Linked DNA regions of Mus musculus: region 1 is linked to region 2. The links are chromatin contacts, called in public HiChIP or PLAC-seq maps. All regions are on one chromosome and are shown on one strand. Each heading gives the region's core, a stretch centred on a gene start, on an enhancer-like site or on the middle of the called end of the contact. The rest is flanking DNA. Distances are from core to core; before and after follow the strand shown. Region 1 has its middle 30 kb from the start of Mfsd4b5. Region 2 holds the start of Slc16a10 (solute carrier family 16 (monocarboxylic acid transporters), member 10).

Evidence for each region. HiChIP or PLAC-seq counts read pairs in DNA pulled down with a chosen protein or histone mark.
Region 1: a contact with region 2 is called in an H3K4me3 HiChIP or PLAC-seq map of the SCID.adh cell line, with 9 read pairs. The contact joins the enhancer-like site here to the promoter of Slc16a10 in region 2. A contact is called at or near these places in 4 of 39 promoter capture datasets (embryonic stem cells, liver and pre-B cells), 1 of 15 datasets of contacts at CTCF or cohesin (the NIH/3T3 cell line), 21 of 484 Hi-C or Micro-C datasets (DN3 thymocytes, the G1E-ER4 cell line, the HPC-7 cell line and 13 more), 4 of 115 datasets of contacts at active chromatin or transcription factors (the SCID.adh cell line, bone marrow-derived macrophages, effector CD8 T cells and 1 more) and 3 of 9 other capture datasets (adipose tissue, embryonic stem cells and macrophages).

What each region holds. Positions count from the first base shown.
Region 1 is chr10:39,954,923-39,958,317 of GRCm38.p6, forward strand. It overlaps the pseudogene Mfsd4b3-ps and a transcript of Mfsd4b5 not described here. Among named protein-coding and RNA genes, the nearest start is that of Mfsd4b5, 30 kb to the right of the region's middle. Within about 2 kb of position 1,324, at least 2 of the 459 cell types and tissues checked have an H3K27ac peak or open chromatin away from gene starts, as enhancers often do. A contact at or near this core is called in the SCID.adh cell line, where this site is marked.
Region 2 is chr10:40,140,920-40,143,947 of GRCm38.p6, forward strand. Slc16a10 (solute carrier family 16 (monocarboxylic acid transporters), member 10) reads right to left here and starts at 1,335. Exons shown (of 6, transcript NM_001114332.1): 1 at 784-1,335. The coding sequence starts at 1,117.

The sequences.
Region 1 (3,395 bases), core at 74-2,573, 190 kb before region 2:
GTTGTATTTTTTTTCAGTATTTTAGAAGCCCTAGACATTCCCAGTGTTTATTCTCTCTCTGTCTCTCTGTCTCTGTCTCTCTGACTCTGGTATGTGGTTGTTGTCTCAACACATAATATCCCAGCTACTGCTTCAGTGCCATGCTTGCCTGTCTCTGCTGTCATGTTCCCTGCCATGGTGGTTATAGATTCTAGCTCTCTGAAACTGTGATTCTCAAATAACGTCTTTATTTTATAAGTTTCCTTGGCCATGGTGATCCTTACTATCACCAAAATAGTAAGGAAAATTGTAAAGTAATGCATGACGAAGGAAAAATGAATTCACTTTTCTCTGAGTTCTCTAAACTAAGAACATATGGCCAAAGTAGAAAGGATTAGAGTCCAGCAGGATGTCTGTACTAAAAGAATCTCTGAAAAGAACTCTCTGTGGGCCTAGCTGGCTGAGAGTAGAAGAGAATTGTTTGGAAGTTTTCCTAGAAATTGAGCATTAATGCTAACACTCACTGTAGAACTAGGATTTGGTCTTCTTGTTTTCCTGGTACAGTGGATGGTGTGCAATAGGAAGTATGAAGGGTCTGTTGTTATTGTTTCATTTACGGTAGTTGGCCCAAGAAACAAAGATTCATAGAAATGACCAAGATCATTTCCTGTGATTCATGCTGTACTTGTGACATTTTAAAAAGCACCTTTAAGGAAACCGAGTTCTCTTTACTAACAGATCCAAGTTTACCCCTCAGTTTGTGATTTTTAAAATTTAGTTTGAAGTGTTAATATCACTTTGGTTAAATGAAAGACTATTGTTCACTATGACCAGCAATTCTACCTTGATCAAACGTGTTAAACTTTTGATATTTTTATGACCTTCTTCAAATTAAATCATGTTTTTCTTTACCTTGAATTAATCTGAGGTCTTTCAGAAAGTCATTTGGACTTTCTCAAAAACATGATCTATATTCCTATAAATATAGTAGAGGCAAATTAATTGGGTGAATTTGATATATAATATGGGAAACACAGTCAAATAAGCAATGTTAAGATCTCCGTGAGTTGCATTTATGTCGCTGTGGTAATAGTTCAGAGACTCGTACAAATGAAATGCTTCTACTATGCCACCAGCAGTCATAATTCTGATTCTTATCTTTAACTGTATAGACGAACCTACAACAATGGTCCACACATGTCGTCCTAAATAATCAGGAGGCTGAGGCAGGAGGATCAACCTGGGAGTTCTGGCCAACACAAATGACATAGCTACAAGTCATGTCATGTTTTGTGCCACATTGTATGTGGCAGAAATATCCAGCTTTTCTTGTCAAGTGCTTCACTACTGTAGTGACTTTTCATCAGATTCATGTCATGGACATTTTAAGTCTTGTCGTGGGCAGTTGTTTGCTCTGTGTTTGTTTAGTGTTGACATCTGTGGAAGGATTCTAAGTACAGAGTTCTGGTATTTCCAAGGATGTTCCATGGAATAGCTAAAACTTATAATTCTAGTGAAGAAACAAAATGGCTCCTAAATATGAAGCACAATCATTAAGTACAAGGGAACATGATTTGGCAGATTTTCATTCCACGTGAGCTACTGGTGAAATTATCAAGCTGTGTAGTTACAACAAACTCCACAAGATGGACCCAAATCAAATACTTATGTTAGCCTAGTTAATAAGCAGTTTCAGGCACCTGTAGTAGAATGCAAATGGGTGTGAAGGATGTAAATGCATTGCCAAGCTTGGTCTCGGGATAGCTTGGATGGCTGCCTGGTGTTACTGGGTCCTCATAGCTTCCAACAGTGAAAGCTCAGCACTCCAAGACTCATCATGGAAGAGCTGAAATAAGTCAAACATTAACAAACATCAATGGATGGCTGCTCTATGGAAATGGCACAAAGGGCTCATTGCTGATATTTGGTTAGTCACACTCATAATTTTGGTAAGATAATAAAAACCTTATCCCATAGCAACTCCTGAACAGTTTGAGGTTTATTCATTTGCTAATTCAGTGCTACTCTTCTAGGTGGATGGAAGCTTTTCTATATAGAAAGGCTAATGCTATAAACAGCTACCATGACAAAAAAAATATGTATTTTCTTCTCAGGATATCCTCCCCTCCTCAATTCTTCAGCAATAGCAATCAATACTTGTTTCCCAGCACCACTGTCACAAACACAGTAACATTAAGCCAGTTCCTAGATGGGCCAAATTGTCTATCACTGGTGTGACCCATTGGTGGCAATTGGATCGACTCACATAGGAGAGCACAGACTTACTAAGCCTTGTGACAAATCCCCTGCAGGGCCACACCCCTGGTGATAGACTCCAAGTATCTCTCACTCCATTCAAATGAAGTGTGATGTGACTCAGGAGTTAAGGCCAAAGCATATTCACCAAGTGAAAGAAATCTGTAGCAGCCCACTGAAGATGACCTGTACTTTCACGACCTGGATCCTGAACAATAGTCTTTTAGAAATGACACCATTAAGTGGCTTCCTCTGTTGGAAGAGACCATACTAGTGTTTGCTCTGGTATCACAAAACATTAATGCCCTCAGTCCCTGATGGACAACTCTCAAGACTCTTGAAACTAAACATCTTTTGGCAACCTTATAGCAAACCTGACCAGGATTGTTTCCCCCAAGAAACAGAAGACATCCTTGGTACGGACAGCTTAACTCATGGATCAAGATTGATCTGTTACTGAAAAACCTTTTCTCCTATCACCAACTCTCCTGATCCCTTTCCACTTCCTTATGTGAAGATACATAGTACCATGGAGGCTATCTAAGGCTAATGTCATACAACAACAACACAAAGACAAATCAGCAGCTATTGGGTTTATGGACTAATCAATACCTTCAAATCAGGAAACACTGCTACTATGGCCAATGTGGCTTTGTGTATCTAATCCATCACTAGGACCCCAGAGGAAGAGGAGAAAGCTCTCTTGGATATGTTGGACAGCACTACTCTGTGCCTCATACACTTACTGGGAATACAGCCCTGACTCTGCAATTAATAACTTAGTCATCAGCAAATACAGGAAACCAGTCTCAGCGATGTCTGCAGGGGTTGGTTTTGAGCACACATGATCTATTGTCACATGTAGTGGTCACACTAACTTCAGGAAAGATCTTTCTGCTATGTGATCCTATGTGCCTTTATTTCATGCTAAGGAACCACAAAATGTTTCCCACTGGACCATGTTCAAGAGATATACAGACTTAGGAGTGAACAAATGTGACTGAGTTCCAGGGACCCTAGGAAGCCATATTTCTTCAGTCCCCAAGGCCCAAGGTTGGTCTATGGGGCATTTCTCGACTCTATCCAGGTTCTCTGCTCATTTAGAACTTGCTGTCTGACATAGTTCTTTCTTGTCTTCTGAATAGTTTTCCTTGAGATTC
Region 2 (3,028 bases), core at 85-2,584:
ACACTTCATTTCCCTGACTTTCCATTTTCTCACCCAAGCAGAGCTGACAACACCTGCCCGGCAGCATGAGATGAAATAATGGGGGAAATGTTATGCAGACGGTCCTAGACTTGACTTTTGCATAATCAGTCAGAAAGCATTTGACAAAAATGCGGAGTCTGCACCTTTTGCATTTTATTTCCACAAGGCAAAAAAAACGTCAACATAACAGAAGGTCCAACCCCTTATCTTCCTCTTACCATCCCACGTGGCTGCCTCCTATGCTGTCTAAATATAGTAGAGCGTGCAGAGAGACAACCGACTACCACTTTTAATGGGCTGCCTTTGGGACTCCCTGTGACCTTGGGATCCACTTTTCCATTTTGCCAATCTCCCGTCCTGGCCTGCGCTGCATCTACCCAAACACACCTTTCCTTCTGCAGCATGGCAGGCAGATAACCACACCACCGTGGCGGTCACAAAGCAGACTGTAAAAGTGATAATGCAGTGTTGTTGGTGCTGGAACGTTCAGTTTATTTCCCACCACTAAGAGGAAAGTACTGTGGATTCTTGGCGCCCACTGTGCAGAAAGGAGGAGTCCAAAGCCTCAGGCAGGTACAACTCTGCAACTTGCTTGCCTTTGGGTTCCATACAAAACTGGCAGAGGGAAGCCCCAAGCTGCAGGTTGCAAGTGAGACGGGTCAGGCTCAAAGCTCACACCCTCCCAACACAAGAGGACGCACCAAAAGCTCCCATTTCCCACCCCGCATGCCCTCCTCCCCTCGGCCCGCAGCAACGTCCCACCTGTCTTGAAGGCCATGTTGTCATCGTCCTTGGCCTTGAAGGTGTCCAGCATGGACACGAAGAGCACCCCGTAGGCGTTCTGGATGCCAAACACCGACCCGTTGCACCACATGGCCGCCAGCATCACCAACCAGCCCCAGCCGCCCTCGGGGGGAACGGGGGGCTCACTGCCCGCTGACCTCGTCAGCTCCACCTCCACTTTCTCTGCGGCCACGTCGGAGACATCCGAGGGTCCCGGGCCGGGCAGCGGAGCGTCATCCGAGGGCGCGGGCCCGGGCGGCTGCGCCTCGTTCGTCTCCCGCTCGGCGGCGGGCTCCTCCTGGGACGGCACCATGTCCCGAGGCGGCCCCGTCGGGCACCGAGAAAGCTTGCGGGCGCAAGGTCCCGGGGTGGCTCGCGGAGCCTGGGACAGCCGCGCGGACGGAGGAGGGAGGCCGAGGCGAGGACACTGGAGCCGCGGGCAGGCGGGCGGGCGGGCGGGCGAGAGGCGCACACCGCAGACACCGCCTAAGGCGGCCAGAGGACTTGACACACCGGCTGCCCCTCGCGCCTGATTACGCCGGCCTCCAGCCGCCTCTTAAAAGCGCCCCTCCGCCCTCCCGCACCGCCTAGGGGCGTGGCCACCAGAGGGCCTTACACCCTGAGCCCACAGGTGATTGGGCATCCGCAAGCGGAGGCTCCGCCCCGTGAGGGGTGTCCAATGACCGCCCGCGCGCGCGCGCTTGAAGGCGTGCCGCCAAATTAGCTACCTCCAGGAGTAATGTCACCTCCTCTCAGCATTAACCTTAGAAGTTCTTGGGGAGCGTCTCCTACGTGTGGCCTGCGAAGGTGATCAATCGATCAGGTAATGCTTACCCTCACTGGAATAGAGAGTCACAAATGACAGTTTAAATTTCATATTTGTTGTCCCTTTTGTGCTAGTTATAATATAAAAGATTCCTTATGCCACGTACCTACTTAAAAGGCAATTCAGGAATCAGAGACCTTGTTTAATTACTCCAATTCCGCGAACATACAGTTTGTTTTGAATACTTGGCACAATGAAGATGCTCATTTTGGAAGACAGACTGTGATTCTAAATTTTTCAACTAACAAACATTTTTGACGGGCAGCTAGAAAGCAATACTTTTAAACTTCACAAGTTGTCCTCACACTAAATAAAGAACCAACACTTATATTCAATTCCTCTGCCCCCTGAAGCATCTTATTCTGATGTATCTTCTTAATTTCTCAGATATTTAGATTACTCACTCCAAACAAAATCAAAATATGCTAGTTACTTAAGCACCAGTGTGGTGGGTTATACAATAACTGTGATTATCACATTCTTGCTTCTCTCTGTCCTAAACTAGTAAGTAAAAACAGTCCAGAAATAGAAAGTGGGGTGCAATAGGGTTAAACACTGGGACATCAGCTAGGAGGTAGGAGCACAAGCCTTGTATCCCAGTACTCCGGAAGCAGAGGCAGGCAGATCTCTGAGTTCTGGGCCAGTCTGGTCTACAGAGTGAGTTCCTGGACAGTCAAAGCTACACAGAGAAACCCTGTCTTGAAACCAACTACCCCCATACCCCCACCCCACCCCCCAAAAAAGGATAGTATGTAAGAAAGTAAGTTTGAGCTGAGCTATGATTAGCCACATGGTTCTGTGGACAAGGACAAGCAAAGAGCCTTCCAGCCAAAGAAACAGAGAAGAAACCAAAGACAGGGGAGGGTCCAGAGGAGTGTTCTGGGAATACAGGGCAATGTGGGTGCTTTAGAGATTAAGTTAAAATAGCACAATAGCTTGGATATATATTACCCCTCAAATTCTTTTGGTGTCTTAGTCACTGTCTATTGCTGTGAAGAGACACTGTGACCAAGGTAACTCTTTTTTTACAAAAAGCATTTAATTGGGGGCTTTCTTACAGTTTCAGAGATTTAGTCCATTATCATCAAGGTAGGGAGCTGTAATGGTTTGTATATGCTCAACCTAGGGAATGGCACTATTAGAAGATGTGGCCCTGTTGGAGTAAGTGTGCCACTGTGAGTATGGGCATTAAAACCCCTCATCCTAGCTGCCTAGAAGTCAGTATTCTACTGGCAGCCTTCAGATGAAGATGTAGAACTCTCAGCTCCTCCTGTGCCATGCCTACCTGGATGCTGCCATGTTCCCACCTTGGTGATAAAGGACTGAACCTCTGAACCTCTAAGCCAGCCCCTAAATGTCATCCTTATAAGAGTTGCCTTGGTTATGGTGTCTGCTCAC